2 separate regions of the Mus musculus genome follow, and region 2 is linked to region 1. A link is a contact called in public HiChIP or PLAC-seq data. All regions are on one chromosome and are shown on one strand. Each heading gives the region's core, a stretch centred on a gene start, on an enhancer-like site or on the middle of the called end of the contact. The rest is flanking DNA. Distances are from core to core; before and after follow the strand shown. Region 1 has its middle 11 kb from the start of 1700110C19Rik. Region 2 overlaps Agpat4 (1-acylglycerol-3-phosphate O-acyltransferase 4 (lysophosphatidic acid acyltransferase, delta)).

Evidence for each region. HiChIP or PLAC-seq counts read pairs in DNA pulled down with a chosen protein or histone mark.
Region 2: a contact with region 1 is called in an H3K27ac HiChIP or PLAC-seq map of embryonic stem cells, with 5 times the contacts expected there. The contact joins two enhancer-like sites. A contact is called at or near these places in 1 of 39 promoter capture datasets (pre-B cells), 1 of 115 datasets of contacts at active chromatin or transcription factors (embryonic stem cells) and 1 of 9 other capture datasets (embryonic stem cells).

What each region holds. Positions count from the first base shown.
Region 1 is chr17:10,334,167-10,336,695 of GRCm38.p6, forward strand. No RefSeq gene overlaps it. Among named protein-coding and RNA genes, the nearest start is that of 1700110C19Rik, 11 kb to the left of the region's middle. RefSeq lists an enhancer at 1-2,529. Within about 2 kb of position 1,260, at least 204 of the 459 cell types and tissues checked have an H3K27ac peak or open chromatin away from gene starts, as enhancers often do. A contact at or near this core is called in embryonic stem cells, where this site is marked.
Region 2 is chr17:12,158,177-12,160,705 of GRCm38.p6, forward strand. All of the region lies in intron 2 of Agpat4 (1-acylglycerol-3-phosphate O-acyltransferase 4 (lysophosphatidic acid acyltransferase, delta)), which reads left to right. Among named protein-coding and RNA genes, the nearest start is that of Agpat4, 40 kb to the left of the region's middle. Within about 2 kb of position 1,260, at least 77 of the 459 cell types and tissues checked have an H3K27ac peak or open chromatin away from gene starts, as enhancers often do. A contact at or near this core is called in embryonic stem cells, where this site is marked.

The DNA.
Region 1 (2,529 bases), core at 10-2,509:
CTATCTGATTGAAGGTTTCTTGTAGTAAGTAGTGAACTGGGGCAAATTGGAAGTTTTTATGAAATTTAGCACATTTCCTCCGATGTTTCCTAATAGTAAGATTTAACTAGTAATATTTGTACACTTTCGTTCAAAGCAACATAGTTGCAATCCCAGGTATTTCCAAAATGTGAACTAGGATGTAAGTTATTTTCTATTGCTAACTATTCAGGCTCTCATTGCTGTATAGTGTGTACCCCAAACTAAGCAGGATGCTTCATAAGACCTATAATCCATGTGTTTCATCTCAACCACTGTTAGGTATTACAAGGCTTTGACTTAAAATTCCTACCTGGTTAAAGCAACCCCCTTTCCACAGAGGAGTCTTTGTCCCAAAGCTGCTTAGTTCCATGTTGCCATCCTCTTCCTTTCTGATGAAAACTAGCCTGGCCAATCCATCCTTTACTGCCCCTGTATTCACTCCCAGGCTTTAAGGCCATTGGTCATCCTTCCTGTGAGACAGTGCTTTAGGAAGAAAGGAAGACTGCTCTAGCTTCCTCTCTTGAGCTCTGAGCCTTTGCTCTCTCCCTTGCTCTGTGCACTCCAGACCTCCCAAAATAAAAGCCAGGAGGAGTGTTTAAAAATAGTTTTTAAAAGCTTCATAGGGTGTGTGGGTGTCAAGGTAGCTGTTTGCGTGCAGACTTTCTCTTGGGATTCTGGGTTCTGTGCACAGAACATTTATGGAAGTTTTTCAACCTTCCATAGTGAGTGTCGATGTATTGTGTCTAACCCACAGGCTGATTTTGCGCACGTTTTCCCCGACACAGCCACATTCTGTTCCCTTTTCTTGCCTTACGTATTAGTGTAGACCCCTAGATCTTCATGCCTCACTTCTGTGGGTGGCAAAGGAGAAGGCAGCCGCCAGCGCAGTGGAGAGGGCAAAGCAAACCTGTCTGTTAAGAAAGAGCGGGACAGAACAAAGAGCACACATCCTTTGCCAACAGTCTTCGGAAACAGGCTCAGTCCGCTCATGCGCAGGAAGAAGGCCGGCCCGGGATAGTGTGGGCAGGAACAGGCAGAATGACCCCCGGGGATCACGGGTTTGTTGGAGTTTCCAGCACCTTTCATCCTTTGTCCCCACTTCTGATTCACATGCATATTACCCTGACCAACTCCACACTAAATTCTCTTTCTCCCCCTGGCTCTCTGGAAGGTGGTGGGAACCTCTAAATATTTATGAGGTGTCCGGGACTCTGGTGCTCTTGTGGCGCTAATGAATGCGTGCCTGCGCACAGGGACCCGAAACCCGGCAAAGGGACGGCCACACAGCTCCTGGCCTCGCAGTTCCCAGGCCCGGAAGAAAGCGGGGAGGATGAAGGGAGGAGAAGCTGTTGTCAGGAGAGAAACAAACGGTCGGGCTACACAAAAGAAAGAACAGAGTTCCATCTTTGCCCGCTGGAGCGCTCTGGAGCGGGTAGGAATGTGCGTGAGGCAGGGGAGTAACTCGCCCGATTCCCAAGTCGGAAATGAGTTTCCTAGGAGACAAAGAACCTACCCGCATTTTCTTTTAAGCCCCACTTTCTCCAGTTAAGAGTCTGGACCTCTCGCAGAAGCTGTTAGGGTCCTTTATGCGCTGTTTTCATTAGGGAGCTAAATTCCGTCTTAAAGTGAACTCTCCCTAAATATGTTTGCATAAAGGAATCTATAATTCTAGCTTGGAATGTAAATCACCTGTAGTAACAGGTGGTCTTCGTGGTATCTTAATAGAAAGAGTGATGTATTCATACATTGGAAATGAACCGGGGACGTCGGAATGTCCGGAACATCAAGCACCAGAAAGAATCGTCTGCCTAGCCCCCATTGGCTCGCGTCTCCAGACACCGAGATCTGAGGGCTCCCTCAATGTCACTCCCAGGCGGGGGAGTCTGCAGGCAGCTAGTCTATTGAAGTCATCCATACAATGCTGATTATTTTCCTTTGTAGGTCTCAATATCCAAAAAGATTAAGGTTTTGTTACTTTAAAACACTCGTTCCGGATGCAAGAAACAAGTAACCTTGGCTCCGCTCATCTATCTTCCTAGGATGCTAAAAAAAAAAAAAAAACTAGGAAATCCTACCTCAGGCCTGGTCATGGCCCAAACTTTAGCTCTGCCAAAGGGAGGCAAAGCAGAAACTGAGCCCTAGCTTCCTTTTGAACACACTAGAAGCTCTGCGCAGCTCCGTGACAGCCTGTAAGTCAGTTGTAGAGAGCTAAGACTTCATGTTGGAAGATTCAAAACATGTCCCCAGGATCCCACCCTGCCCTGTCACCCAGACCTGACTATGTGATTCCTAAACATTCCGCACAGGAGAAAGACTGAATTTCTTGTGCTTCTGCACCAGGGCATTTCGTGGAAAAGTGCGAGTTAGTAGGAATATTTAGTAAATGTTTTCAGTGAGCATTGCGTAGCTTTGATCAAAAGAATGTACAGATTCTGTCGCCATTTTGTGAGGTGATAGGACTGAGTTTGTAAACACGACTACTTTGTGGTTGTCTATCGTTGTGGCTTC
Region 2 (2,529 bases), core at 10-2,509, 1.8 Mb after region 1:
GAGATCTTGGCTCAAAAATAAATAAGTAAATTTCAAGATGAAATTTTAGAGTATTTGCTACAAGGGGCTGGGGCTCAAGGGGGTATGGCAAATGTTTCTTTCTCTTCCCATTATGGTTTGTTACTCAGGCAACTTTAAAAACCTAGTATGTGGGCTGGAGAGATGGCTCAGTGGTTAAGAGCACTGACTGTTCTTCCTAAGGTCCTGAGTTCAAATTCCAGCAACCACGTGGTGGCTCACAACCATCTGTAATGAGATCTGATGCCCTCTTCTGGGGTATCTGAAGACAGCTACAGTATACTTACTTATAATAAATAAATAAATAAATAAATAAATAAATAAATAAATAAATCTCTTTTAAAAAGCTTAGTATGCTTGATATAAAGATAAGAAAGAATCGACCAAGAATCCCATGTTTCTGATAAACTGTTTTGATTTATTGTTATTGCTGTTTATTTATATCCTCTTCCTGTTTTCCCAACGCAAGTTCCCCTCTGAAGATCACTTGCCTGTGTCTGTGGTTGGCTGATTGGCAGTGGTTTAGCATGGGTACTGGAACAAGCTCCAGGTATCACTTAAAGGCCTCCCACGGGCTCTACTGGAGACAGGCCATTTCTCTTGCCTCTCTTGCTTAAACTATAGCAGGTCTGGGAGAAGCTGCCTTAATCCTGTCTGAAAGAGGCAGTCAGGGCTTGGCGCCTTGTCAATCACAGCCTCAGAAAGGGCTGTATATGAGGGAAAGGAGAGGCTACTATGTTGCCAAAAGACACTGGGCTGGGTTTTCATGTATGTGTGTGGGGGCTGAGGGGTCCAGAATGGATGACCATAGGAACTAAGAGTCAGTTCTTGTCCTACTGAGGTAAGTAGATTTTCCGTCCGGACAGAGCCTCAAGTACAGTTTTGAAAGCAATCCCATCTTCAGGCTGGGTGGAAGACTGGTCATCTGTTCCTTCCCCTGAGTCCAGTTCTTTGGGTCATCGCAGTTAGGTGTCAGTGGATCTCAGTGAGGTGTCAGTGGAAACTTCTGCAGACTCCACAACCTGAGGGACCTGGGAGAGAAGCAGCCAGTGGCCCGTGGATCAAAATATAGGACAAGAGGAACTGCGTTTCTGTATCCCTGGAGACAGTTGTGGTGGCAGCTGTTTCTGGCTGTTCAGTCTCTTTTCCTCTCCAGCCAGCACAGCAGTGTAGGCCCTTCCCCGCCCTGAGGCCAGCAGGCCCTCCCGTCCGCCATGTTGGAAAGTATGTCTGGGCGCGGCTGCTGAGGGCCTGCTGGGGTAAACCTGAGTCTGTACTTCCTCTTCCCTGCTGACTAAATGTGCGTTACATTGAACGTAGTAAATTTCAAAACAAAACTTTTTTTTTAATTAAGAATTTTTCACTTCCTGCTTCATCTAGGGAACTCTTGTGAGGAAGGGTTGATAGTTGGCTCATGGTTTGTGTTCCAGGGCCATTGAGGTAGAGACAGCAAGATGCAGTAGGCAAAGTCCTGTGCTTTCATCGGTGGTGCCCATGTGTTGATTCCGGGCATGACTAGTGCTTACAAAACTCACACAGCTCCCCAGCACCCTCCCACTTTTTGGATGGGGGTAAGTGGGAGTCCGCTGAAGGCAGTTGCTTCTTTCAGCTTGTCAATGGAGCCAGGCTGAGTGCCACCAGAAAACTGTATCCCTGAGAGACCAGGCCCACACCCATTCCTTGCTCAAGCAGACGCTCGTTAGTGTTGCTGAAAGGAGGCCTGTGAGCCCATGCTGTGTGGAGTTCATGACAAGATCATCTGGACCAACCTAGCTGGAAACAAGGCAGCCCCATGCGCAAGCAGCCCTGGTCAGTGTGCAGGAAAGGGAGGGAGCACGTGAGAGGGGAGGGGAGAACCAGGCACAGGCTTGCTTGCCAGGGACTCAACTGGAGCCCCACCACCTACGGGTGTATACAGAGGCTGGAGGTAGGTTCATCTAGATCCCAGAGAGGGCAGTCCTCCTGTGAGAAGGGGACTCTGGAGAGGCCAATGGGGAACTAGGGAAAAGAAGAGGCTGTCCAGCATCCAAGAAACAGAGCTGGGGAGGAACCGCATGCGCAGATGCACCCCGTTTCCTGTGTTGCAACCTGGCTAGGGACCACACTGTGTGGCTAGTCCCAGTCAAGATTTGTTTAGGGACTTCAAGGCTAACCCCTTTCCCTAGGTGGTGTTTCCCAGACTGCTGTCTGATGTATGGAGGCCACCTGGATCCGTGGGCTGTGTTGTGTGTACTCACACTAGGCCCCAGGGCAGCGGTTCTCAGCCATCCTAATGCTGCAACTCTTTAATAATATACTTCCTCATGCTGTGCTGACCCCCAACCATAAAAGTATTTTTGTCTCTACTTCATACTGTAAGTTTGTCACTATAATAAATTGTAGTGTAAATCTCAGTTCTCTGGTTGCTTGATGCCCTGCTAAGGGGTTGAGACCCACTGCCCTAGGACAAGGCACCCTTGTGCCAGGGAGCACTCTGCCTGTCAGGGCCTCTGAGGCCAGATGGCTAAAGGC